3 separate regions of the Rattus norvegicus genome follow, and regions 1 and 2 are each linked to region 3. A link is a contact called in public Hi-C data. All regions are on one chromosome and are shown on one strand. The core of a region is the stretch at or near the end of the contact, and the rest is flanking DNA. Distances in the headings are between cores, read along the strand shown. Region 1 has its middle 210 kb from the start of Asap1. Region 2 overlaps Asap1 (ArfGAP with SH3 domain, ankyrin repeat and PH domain 1). Region 3 holds the start of Asap1 (ArfGAP with SH3 domain, ankyrin repeat and PH domain 1).

Evidence for each region. Hi-C and Micro-C count contacts between places; a contact is called where the count stands out from the background.
Region 1: a Hi-C map of prefrontal cortex shows a contact between it and region 3, with 2.8 times the contacts expected there. The contact joins the enhancer-like site here to the promoter of Asap1 in region 3. A contact is called at or near these places in 2 of 12 Hi-C or Micro-C datasets (frontal cortex and prefrontal cortex).
Region 2: a Hi-C map of Schwann cells shows a contact between it and region 3, with 3 times the contacts expected there. The contact joins the enhancer-like site here to the promoter of Asap1 in region 3. A contact is called at or near these places in 3 of 12 Hi-C or Micro-C datasets (Schwann cells, frontal cortex and kidney) and 1 of 1 datasets of contacts at active chromatin or transcription factors (oligodendrocytes).

What each region holds. Positions count from the first base shown.
Region 1 is chr7:98,188,244-98,192,268 of GRCr8, reverse strand. No RefSeq gene overlaps it. Among named protein-coding and RNA genes, the nearest start is that of Asap1, 210 kb to the right of the region's middle. Within about 2 kb of position 2,193, at least 14 of the 93 cell types and tissues checked have an H3K27ac peak or open chromatin away from gene starts, as enhancers often do. A contact at or near this core is called in prefrontal cortex, where this site is marked.
Region 2 is chr7:97,772,334-97,776,634 of GRCr8, reverse strand. All of the region lies in intron 5 of Asap1 (ArfGAP with SH3 domain, ankyrin repeat and PH domain 1), which reads left to right. Among named protein-coding and RNA genes, the nearest start is that of Cyrib, 120 kb to the right of the region's middle. Within about 2 kb of position 1,629, at least 27 of the 93 cell types and tissues checked have an H3K27ac peak or open chromatin away from gene starts, as enhancers often do. A contact at or near this core is called in Schwann cells, where this site is marked.
Region 3 is chr7:97,979,778-97,983,827 of GRCr8, reverse strand. Asap1 (ArfGAP with SH3 domain, ankyrin repeat and PH domain 1) reads left to right here and starts at 1,878. Exons shown (of 30, transcript NM_001044245.2): 1 at 1,878-1,965.

The DNA.
Region 1 (4,025 bases), core at 944-3,443, 210 kb before region 3:
TTTTACCCCATGTAGAATGAATTAGCTATTATTTTGTTGAAAAATTTAGGTTCCTTTCTCTCTCAAACTATGATGATACAAACATGAACTGTTTATCTTATTGTCCCATATTTGTTTTTTTTAAACTATTTGCTTGTTTTACACAGATGATAGATAGATAGATAGATAGATAGATAGATAGATAGATAGATAATAGAAAATCCTACTTTTGTATAAATTCTCTTCAAAGTCCATATTGACATTTCTACTCTACCATTTCCAACTGGCTCTTTTTAAATTATGTCCATTTTTCCCCTGCTGTTTTCAATACTGGAAACTAAGCTCCAGGCACTGGCCCATTACCCTGCACTGAGCCCCACTATAACTCCCAGGAACTTTTCTTTAAAAGCTTAGCTTCCCTCAAGGCCTCCTGCATTAAGATGACCCCAACTTCCATAATGATAACTGCTCAACATGAAGTGTCCACTGGTGCATTAGTGACACGAGCATTGTAGGAGCAGCCAACCACTTTCTAATTGGATTTAAGGCTCACTCCCCATGATGGAGCTCACACCCAATACTGTTAACAAGGCTAAAAAAAAATCTGTGTCTGGCTACATCATAGGCCTTAGGAGAGAACCTAATAATATTCTGCCATGAGGACATAGTAATAAGCTGCCTCTACCTTCTCATCTTCAGATTCATAGATCAGTGCTGCTTATTAACACTCATTAGGGAGGCTTCTTTCTTCGTTAGACAGCGGCTAACACAAACCCACAGTAGTCAATTTTCAGATTAAAAAACAAAACAAAGCAAGAACTCCATCGCATGCTCAGCTCTGAGTCATCCGTGTCTCATCCCTTCCCCACAGGCTCAGAGATTAGCATAGAATGGACGGAAGACCAGTCATAGCCAGAGGCAGTGGAAGTTGCTTGAAAGGACAGCACACCATTGCACACAGAAACTTTTAGCAGCTGTGACTTCATGCAGAAAATCGAACTGGCCAAAAGCCCAGCATAAGGGAAGAACTGGATGGGAGGAAAAGGAGTTTTATGTGACCAAAACAAACAATATACATATATAAATTTTTCAGACAATAAAAGTTAATATATATATATATATATATATATATATATGTTGGATAATATCTTAAGAGGCTCTGGATCATACTTTGTCTTTTTAAGCAGGCCGTCCCCTGTTGTATGACAGGTGAAGATCCCAGTGGATGTATATATACATCTTCAGCTTTTTACTCGGCTGCATCCAGCTGGCTCACTCTGCTTCAGTCCAGAAGGGTAGAATGGAAGTTCAGGTGCAGCCCCAGCACCCTGCCATCTTTCGTCTGAACATTGAGCATCTCTCATCACTTGGTTGCCTTCAGCTAAGCTCAACCTCCCTCTTAACCTGGCATCTCACTTGTGAGTACCTTGCTCACTATACTGCTTTTATGCTGCAAAGCTGTGACCTTCGCTCACCTTGCTGGCTCTTGCCAACACCAGAGGAGGAGAGAGAGTGATAATGAGCCCCACTTCCAGCAACCTCACTCTGGCTTATTGGCACAGATTCTCAGGGGGACTTGTCTTACATAAAGATGGGGCAGTAGAAATGGAGTCCTGGCTTGACCTACCTGGCACTGTCTTGTTTGTATAACATGAATAGCATGAGTCCTCTATTTGTGAACATTCCATAAGATAATATTTATAAAGCACATCTTGTAGGGCACATTAAACAGTAAACATTTATGAAATGATAGTTGATATGATAACAGTTGGTCCGGAAAATCAGCCAATTAATTCATTGCTAGAAACAGGAATAATAAATGAACAAGATGTCTCATTGCCCTCTTAGAACATGGGTAACATTAATATGCTGTGTTAAACAGGAGGCTAGCGATAAAAGCAACTTGCTAAGAAAGCATGGATAAAACCGTTTTTAGAAGAAGTGGTACTAGAGGCAGGCTTTAGAGAATCAGTAGTTTTCCAGGTGGCAACGTGCATGTGGGAGTGAAAGAATATTATGGGCAAAAGGAATTTTAAGAGCAAATCACAGAGCTGCTATAGACATTTTAAAACATGGCTTCTAAACACTTTGTCAAATCAAGAGGTGAAGCTGATGTAACCTATTCTAGAATCTGAGTCATATGACTGCCTCAGCAATAGGAGCCAATATGAGTGAAGCTAGGCTTTTTCTGAAGACAGTCCATTTCCTGTGTCTTCAAACACACACTTGGAACTTGCTTGGTGAGTTGTGAAGAAGCCAAGCCACCACATAGGGAGGCTACATATAGCTACCCAACAGACAGCCCCAGCTGAGATCTCAGCCAACAGCTAGCACTGACTGCCAGCCACGTGAATATGCCACGTGGAAAGCAAAGCCTTAGCCTCAGGTCAACAGCCCTGGCAGATGCTACATGAGACAGAGAAGCCCCATCCTTGCTGAGCCCTGCCCCAATGTGGATGCATGAGCTAAATTAATGAGTACTGCTGCTTAAAGCCATTGCATGTTGTGATAGCTTGCTAGGAAGCCATAGGTGAGAAAGTTAGCAGTCTATTTATAAATTTGTGGTTAGTCTGACTTTGGAAAGAACAGACACAGGGATGGAGAAAGCCTTTGAGATACCCCACACAGGAGAAGTGGGAACAAGAGAGTCATGAAGACCAACTAGGCAGTTGCATTCAGATTTTCTCTATGCCCATATTTCTCCTGAGACACTCCAAAGTGTCCTTTAACATGATCACAAACAACATTGTAAAATATTAAGGATTCTTTCCAAATATATGTTGCCACTAACATACACATTTGGCTTCTGTGGAATCCTATTAGCATACTGTAGAAGTTGAGTTCTATGAAAGATGCTTTAAGAAATTCTTTTCTGAGGATGAAGAGTTGGCTCAGAGGTTAATAGCATGTACTGCTCTTCCAGAAGACTAGAGTTCAGTCCCAAGAATTCACTTGCAGGAGCTCAAAGCTGCCTATAATTCCAAGGGGTCTGAGATTCTTTTCTGGCCTCCACAGGCACTCCCATACAGGGTCACACACACACACACACACACACACACACACACACACACACACGCACGTACTCACGCACGCGCGCGGGCGCACACACACACAAACAAACAAACAAACAAATAAATAAATAAATAAAATCTATCCCCTCCATCCAAGTGGGTTGAAAATTCCAAAATTTAACCTCATTCCTGCTGCTTAGGAGATCTCCTAGTTGCTCTGGTAGTTAATGTACAATCCCCGAAGTGCTCTCTCTCTCTCTCTCTCTCTCTCTCTCTCTCTCTCTCTCTCTTCATCCCTCCTTCCCTCCCCTATCCTAACAGTTATATTAGGATTGTCTGACTCAGGGGAAAAGGAGGTTTGTGTTTTCCAAGAATGAAAACAACACTTTGGGTTCAAAGCTTCCACACCTTCCATGAAGACTTGACAGGCACAATCTGTTGACTGGCTGGCTTGTCCCAGACTCAGCATCCCTATAAATACATGTGCATCATCTGTTTCCTTTATTTGGACCAGGTAGATTTCTATAGATTGATCCTCTATAATTGTCATCAGATCTGGATTTTAAAAAAAAAAGATGTGTCTACAACCTCAGCAAAGTTCTGTTTTGGTGGACAAGGGGAAGGACAAAGTCACATGTAGTTTCTATCCATTCAATATCAAAACTCTACCTGATGGTGGGGCCAGTTACACAACATATAGCAGGCACCTGGACAAATGAGGTAGCTGACCTATCACAAGATAGGTCCAGAAAGGTTGCAAAGTCAAAAGCATGGATAGATTCAATAATTCAAACGGTAGCATGTGCCTGAAGGACAGCAACAAGATGTCATACTGCAGAAGGAGGGAATGGGGTCTACTTCAGACATGGCAGTCAGAGAAGACGTGAATAGATGAGGGCTGAAGACAAGAGGAAAGAGTATTCCTAGTGTTTTCTAGAGTTTTGGTAGTCCGTCCGTATAATTTTACAAGGTCCTACCAATAGACCACTTGAGTCAGTAATCCTGATGGAGGCTCATCTTTCTATTTGCATTGGA
Region 2 (4,301 bases), core at 380-2,879, 210 kb after region 3:
AACAAAAATGTTTAATAAAATATCACTATGTCCAAATGTCATTGTAAAGAAATGTACAGAACCAAAGTCCACTGGCCTCCATTGTGCCTCAAGGAGGCTGGGGTGTGTCTTCGGCCTTCTGCCTTTGCACTTCCCTAGGTTTTGTGAGCCAGTGTTTCCCTCCTGGTAAATTTCTTTTTCTAACATCAGTTGTGTGGTTTTCATTCTGAGAAGATGGAGGGATCTACACTGCTTCCAGAAGTTGGTCTGTTAGGTGTCTTATATCTACGAAATGCTGCCTCTTAGTGGTGAGGAACTAGAGAAACATGGACATGGTGGGATGTTTAACATGTCTGTGACAAGATACAAGAGCTTTAGGAAAGAAAAGGTTACCAACAGCTGCTTTCCCATGTGTTGGAAAGATGTCTACATCCTGATTTCGTCGCTTTTATAAAAGGAGACTGATGATCAACCCGGGCCATGTCACTCTCAGTGTATGTATTGTATGTATGGAGGGTCTGTACAAATACGGGGATAAGCAGGCAGGACCTATCAGTGAGAAATGCACACCCGAGCCCTCTACAAATTCATGTTGTGGTTGGATTTTCAGAAGTTATGTAAAGCACCTATGTACCATGCGGTTCTTCTGTGGTGGTGTGGATACCTACCATCACTGTGCCCATTTAAAATTCAGTATATTAGCAAGAAGGACTACTTTTACAATGCACTCCTTACAATAGCTAGATAAAAGTAGACTGCTCTTGAATTTAGCTGCTTGTGGTTTTGTTGCTCGTTTGATTAAATATACAGTATCAAGATTAAGCTCATGATTTTAACCTTTGAAAAGAAAGCAATAATACAGTGGTTGCTTGGTGAACAGTGCTGGCTGGTCATGTGATCCCAGCAAAGGACATGAAGCATCAGATACATTTAAAGTTCCCAAAAGGCAAAATCGCTCTGGGGAAGAGATTCTCTGTGGTTAAGAGGACGCCATTTAAATGCCATGCCCTCAAAGTCCTTGCTGCAGTGGTCTTACAGTCTGTCTGCAAACCTTATTTAACAGTAGTGACTGTGGTCAGAGGGTGTCTAGTCCAGGCAGGACTCTTGGTGCCCCTGGTCCCTTCTCTGCCCTAGCCTTTCCACAGCCCTGCAGCTCGTCCTTGAGCCATGAAGGGCAGTTTCTGCTGCAGAGCTGCTGGAGCCGCAGAAAGTTCCGCAGTGGCAGAGCACTGCCTGTTTACACTGTCTGACTGCAGAGTGTTGTGGTTTGGGTTAAGGATTGCTTTTTGTTTTATTTTCTTTTTTATTTCTCAGTTTCTTTTCTCTCCAGATGAAAATAGCTGAAAACATGCATGTTGAATCTAGATTTTTATCACATTATTTTTGAGACTTTTCTTTGAAATGTTAAAAAGTGTAGAAAGGATAGTTATGCCCAGTGGCGGTTGCTGAATATCCTGAACTCTAATGCCTTTTTGAAGATCTCGTCTTTTTCTCATTTAAATGAAAATATAATTACATAATTTCCCTTCCCATCCCTCTCTTCAACCCCTTCCCCTGTGTCCTGGACACACACACACACACCACACACACACACACACACGGAGACTCCTAGCCTCTGTTCACTGTTACTGCTCTGTGTCCTGCCCCTTGGTACTGGACAACCAAATAAGGGCTCATTCCCAGGGACACTGTTTCCCGGTCTCAGCCCTGTAGACCAGTTCTCTGTCTAGAGGTGGAGACCCCGAGGTTCCCCTTCCATGTTAGCACAGCTCTTGGTATATCGGGTCTTGTGAGGTAGCCGTGTTGTTAAGGAAGCTTATTTGTCATTTCTCGGAGACACAGTCTCACAACAGATTTCTTTGTCCTCTTGCCTTTGATGCTCTGTTTTGTTACAGATGTACCCGTTATTTCTGGCTCCCCACATACCTTCTCATCTTTTCGCAGAATGATAATACATAATTGAACGGCTTTGGTGTTTGTACTGTTACCCTCTCTTGCCCCCCACCCCCCTCATGCCCTGATGTGACTCATGACCATTTAGCAATGTGGGACATTCACATGGGTGTGGGTGGATGAGCAAGAGGGAAAGGATTTGGGGTGTTTCTTTTTTTTATTATGAAAGTTACATGTGTTTACTACAATAAAACAGGAATATGGAAAAATTCAAAAAGTAAAGATTATTACATAATTTGACATTTTAATGTAATATTCCTTTTATACAGTTAGATATACTGATTCATATATATGCAATTGCAATATATTTATATATATATATATATATATATATTTTTTTTTACATTGTGTCCAAGATCCTGACAGTTAGATAATCTTAGGATTCGGGGTTTGTATCTTAGATAGGGATGGTGTAGGTGCCATCTCTTCTATAATGCCACCCAGGTGTTCCCTTTGCAGTGAGACATTGAATGCTCATATGAAATCAAGTAAATCAAAGATGGTGATGAGTTCCAGCCCAAGGCAGAGCTACCTACAGTGAAACACAGTCTATCATGGAAGGCACGAGTGTCAACAAAACATACATCATATATTCATTTCAGAAGCTTTTAGAGTTTTTCCTTGTGTTTTGAAAGCTTGCTACCTCTCTGTGACATATAAATAAAATTGGAAAGTCATTTTCATGAGCTAGTTGTAGCCAGACCATAACTAATGTCTTGGAATTTTCTCTCATCAGTATACAGTTGCTATGTAATAAATGTATGCAGTGTACAGAAGTCATGTGTAATCCAGGCTGAATTTTAAATTAGTAAGAGCTATTGCACATTAAAAATATTTTAAATAGAAAGTCAGATAGTGATTTTTAAGTAGGATTGAATTTTCAGCCTGTAACATTTGCATGTGGCAGGTAACACTTTGATCAAGAGTGTGTACACACTATATCATAGAGAACTGATCCTTAACTCAAGGTATACTTGAAAAACAGCATCTGGAACCAGGAAAGGCATGCTTTAAAGCTATGGGTCCATAGCAGAAGAAGGAAGGAGGAAAGAACCTGGTCACTTGCTAGAGATTTGTTCAGAGTGACATTAAAAATGGCCTGCTGTCACTTGCTTGTCGGTATGTCTTTTTGTTTTTCGTTTGTTTTTTGTTTGCAGTATCAAGTCTTCAATACTAGCCACTCTGGGCAATGTAAGAGAGGCTGTCTTTAACTTAGTTAAATAACTGATTAATTAGCCTCGTCTCATCCTCAGTCTTTAAGCCAGCAGCATTGCTGTTATTTAACGTTATGGAAACTTTTGCTTATGCTGTGGTAGGGACTGACTGAAGCACATTACATGTTGTATTAGACCTGGTTAGTGAGTATGTGCCACCGTCGTGAGTGTAGTACATGTGAGTTTCCTCCTCGTGTCACATGCCTTCTGAAGGAGCCTGGTTCACGTAAGACTCCATCAGGGAGTCAGGCACATGGCCGTCCTCAGCAGGGTTTGGCATGGAGAAGACATGAGGTAGGCTGAGGTAGACTTCAGAGCTCTCCAGGTATCTTAGCTCCTCCATCTTAGCCCCAGACGACCAGAAAATCCAGGGAAGAACGAGTGTCTGACGAGCTTCACCTTCTGTTGTCTCTGCTCGCTAGCTCAACCCTGGTTAACTGCAGGGAAATGGAGTCACACCTCCGGCAGTTGTAAGAGCCCTTCAAACCTAGACTGTCCTCCACAGCACTCGGCACTGCCTCTGAAAATACACGCATGGCTCTCGCTGCTGTACATCTACCATTAACTTAAAAGTTCTGTTGATTTAAAAGAACAGTTAAAGCAGTAACACAGATGTTACAAGATAAGACCAGCACTCAGATAATTAACTTTCTGTCTGTGTGATCTTCATCCCAGAAGCCTCCCAGAGTTCTTTTCTTAGCCCAGATGTTATAGGTGTATTGTGAAAAGGAAATGCAGATGTGTCCCATGGCTCAGAGAATTCCATGAAGCTCTGGCCTACATCATTCCTTTGACCCTTTGTCCTCTTCCTTTCTTGCCCATTTTTCACCCCAGGAATAACCTCTTACCTAGATTTTCTCATTCTCCCTAAGTGCTTCAGGTTAAATTGTATTTTGGGTTCCTGATGGGCAATGTTGTCTCTGTCATTGCCTCAGATAAGACTGATGCCACTTCTCACTTGACTGATGGGAGATAATATCGTCAGTCAGGGCCCCTTCCTGTGGGCTTCTGTCAACCACACTGGGCACAGATTATCAAGAGGAACAGAGCTGTTTCAGGCTCCACTGTGTGTTCAGGGCTGGTGCTTTGGGCTGTGTATACCATACCCTGTCCAACTTTACACAGCAGCCATGGCCAATGTATTTGTCCGATGTC
Region 3 (4,050 bases), core at 629-3,128:
GCTGGAATTACAGGCATGTGCCACCATGCCCTGGCCAAATAGGTAGGACCTTTAATGAACAGAGATGCTAGGGGGGAAGCACGGAGGAGGGAATAATTAACTGCTGATGTGCCAATGAGACTACATTCCATCAACTGACAGTCCTAATTATTCACAGCGTTAAATTCTCAGGGCCATTAGTAGAGCCCATTGGCGCTTCTTCTGTTACACTGAACAATCCACGTCAAGTCTCTGAGTGAAGGATTCAGGGAGCTGAGAGAGAGAGTGTATTGCCATGCTTGGATGACAGATAGATCTGGATCTCTAGTCTATGCCCCTCACATCCAACGTGTACTAATTGAGGGGCTCCCATGTGCTAATTCGGCACTGTGAGTCAGAACAAAAGAGACAGTCAAGAATTCTGGGATGGGATGCTGGGGGAGGTGATGGCGATGACGGTGTGGGGGCCAGACCCAAGTGGATCAAAGGGTTAGGGGAACTGTGAGGGCCCAACTTCTGCTCTGTGATTTATCTGTCAACTTCAGACCGGTAGAGGTTCTTTCCCAAATGTAGATAGGATGGTAGGTGAAGGACAGGAATCCCTGGTTGGGTTCCTGGAGCCCAGCTTGGAGTTTTTCCTGTGACCTGTAACCAGTGAAAGTGTTGGAGAAAAGACATGCATTTGGCTGCCAAGCACAGGTCTGTTCGTCCTTGGGAGACAAGCTGGTACCCAAGTTTCAGTTCCCAGCATGTTCACTTCAGTTCTCGCTTGTACGCACGTGGTCCTTCCTCTAAATCTCGGAGTCAGAGGAATCTGAAACACTCAAGCAAAACCACCAAACTGCAGCCTACAGGTAAAATGTGGCATTTCCTGGGGAAACCACAATGAATCACTCCCAATGGCTGCCCAGACTCCCCTGCTGGTTCTCTTAAACCTCCAGGGGCATCTCAAGGCTTATTAACATGCCCTCCCCGAAGTCTCCCACCCTCAGGTTAAAAACAAAATCTCAAATCTTGTGAGTCCTGGTGAATTTCTAATTTCACCAGAAAAGGGTCTATGCAGTGGCTGACCTTTTCTTCTACAGACAAGACTCAAAGAAAAACAATCACCTGTAATTAAGGAGAAACTGACACCCTTAGGCCAGACCTGCCCCTGAGCTGTGTAGGTCCACACAGACATGCAGAATACACACCCTACAAGTTAGAAGCCTCCTTTCTCTGAAGTCTCTAGATTGCAGCAATACCCAAGCATGGGTATCACCGATGTTGCCAACATCCCTGTCTAAGCATCTTGTTTTCAAATGAAGACTATGACACTCCTTTCTTATTTGAGAAACTGAGGCTTAAGGAAGAATCATTTGCAGGAAAGAGGAAAAGGCCATTCTCCAACCAGGCTTCAGAGACCGGAATGTGCGATATGCCAGATCATCAGTGTGGTGTGCTGACCCAAACGGTTTTCCCTCCAGGCACTGGGTAAAAAGATAGAAATCGACGGGAAGGAACAGGCGAAAGTAGCCTAGGAGAAGTCATGGCGGGATGGGAGAGGCCACAGTCTTCTGGTGTCCTAGCTTTAGCAAGCCCCACTTCAAGGCCAAGGTTCTCTGTTGATAAGCCCCACCTCTGCTCTCTGTGGCCAAGGAGGCCCACCCCATGCATCTCCTCCTGCACGGTCCTACTCCTGAGCCCTGAAGTGTGCCGGCTGGCCAAGGGTTAAGCGCGGCGGGAGCCCCCGGCGCGGGGCAGCGGCGGGCCGGGAGTGCTTAGTCAGGATTCCGATTTCCTGCTGAAGTGTTTGGATTTCCTGCAGCCCGCGCCCGCCGTCGCCGCCGAGCGGGCTCGAGAGAGCGGCTCCGCGTCGCCGGCCTCCTCCTCCTCCCCCTCGGCACATGGTCACCCGCCCCTTCCTGCGCCGCGCTCGGCTCCCGCGCCTCGCCCGGCCTCGCCGCGCCCGTGATGGAATAATGCCCAGCGGCCCGCCCGGTCCCGGTGAGTGGCGAGGCGGCGGGGCGGCGGGAACAGGCGCGGCGGGGCGTTGCACGGCCACCCGGACACCCCTGTGGGCTCCGGGTGTCCCCGTCTGCCCGCAGAGCACCAGCCGGGGGCGTGCGGGGCGCGCGGCCGGCTCTGCAGGGGTTGGCGGGGCGGACCGGGAACTCCGCTGCCGCAGCGCCGGAGCGCGCGTTCTCCTGTTCCGCGGAGGCGACTCCGGTTGGGGGCGTGCGCCCAGGGCGCAAGGCTCCCAGCTCAGGGAGGAGGCCCGGGCAGCCGCTGGGGCGCTCTCGGAGTCCGCTGGGGCGCTTTCTCTGTCCTCCCGGGCACTCTCCCCTCCCATCGGGGCTCTCCCTTCCCTCGGGCGCTCTCCCGGCCCTCTGGGGCGCTTTCCTTCTCCTCCCCGGCACTTTTCCCGGTTATCCCGGGGCGCTCTCTGAGCCGCGCGGCGGGGAGGCGCGGGCTTTGGCCGCCGCATTGTCTCTGGCGCAGCGGAGGAAAGTTCCCCTCGGCGTGGGTCCCGGCCTGGACATGGCGCTGCCAGGCAGGCCCCAGACCACTAAAAGCAAAAGAAGCCGGGAATGGGGGTGGTAATCCCCCGTGGGAACCGAGAAGTGCCTTGTGTCTTCCGCTTGTACAATTTTGGAACCTGATGCTTTTTATGAGAGCAACAGTAAGTTTAAACGAAACGGGGGGAAAAAGAGAAACTCGCTGGTATCTGGTTTTCTACTGTTTAATTCATCCAGATACATCATCTCGCGCCCTCGTAGGGCGGGTTCATTTTATCAAGGAGAGGCTTAGCTAAGTCTAGACCAAGTTAACTTGACCTTACCCTTAGCATACTGATGCAAAAGACCATTTTCCTCCTTGTATCGACTCCATCAGGTTGTTTTAGCAGAATTGATTCTAGGATAGCAGTGATACAGGATTGCTGAGTAATGTTTTGAGACTGTAAAACACAGAATTTAGTTTTTAGGCCAGTTTCATGTCTGTTCTAGCCTGAGTGGCCAGGTCTTCTTGCTCGGCCACTAGAAGGCCTTTGGGAATGGGGCTGAGGGGGCCATAGAAGAAAAGAATCTCGGAAAACAACTGTTTTCTCTTTTAATGTGGAAGAGTTTCAGAAAGAGACCTGTTTTGTCTAAGGACACAACTACTTGGTGGCCTGGCTGGGAATAGCTAACTTCCAAGTCTATAAACTCTGGGGCCTGGCCTCTGTGACTATGCCAGATTGTGATCTGCCAGCCACAAGTGTTACTGTGTCTCTCAACGGTCTCCACTTTAGCACCTTCTCCTGTTCTCTTATCTGTTATTGCCGCCGTTTTAGAGACATGCAGTTATCTCAAAGAACATATTTTGAGATTAGGAGTTTAAAAATTACTGTTTAGAATGCATAATGATTTTAAGTACTCGAAGGATGATTTTAAGAGTTAGCAAAAGAGGAAAAGAAAGAAAAAGAAAAGACATTGTCCAATTTCTGTTCACTGATGCAAGTGGATTTGGGATTCAGCTACCAAATGGATTTGAAATGTATAGTGGTAGTTGTTATATGGGGAATTGCTTTTCTCTAGTCTTCCATTTTTTTTTGTTTCAAACAGACAAACTCCAAACCGGCACTGTCTTGACATAGAATGTGCTGTTGAGATTTTCAGAAGTCTCGATTCTGAGTCCTCCTCTCTCTCTGAGCCAGGCAGCCCACCTAGTTTCCTCTTCTTGAAAGCTGAGTGGCTGGCTTTTCATTTTTAGTATGTGATAATGTTGGAGAGAAAGGACTTTTTCACAAGCTTGCCATTTGGTGAAGGAAATTGAAATTCCTTACACCTCTCCAGTCCTCCCCAACCACAGCCAGATAGATTTTCAATACCAATGCAGGCCTTGCAGGCTAGAGATGAATGTGTGCATTCAAGCCTAGCCTTCCTAGTCTGGGCCCTCCTCCCAGCTGGCTGCTCCATGTTGTTCCCAGGTGGCTGCGGTCTAGGGGAAACGAGAGCCCCTTGTACCTGTGCTTTTCGTGGGTTTTCCCTACCAAGGTCTCATTGTGTCTGATGGGATCTTCCTGGTCCCTTTACATTTTCTCCTCCCCTC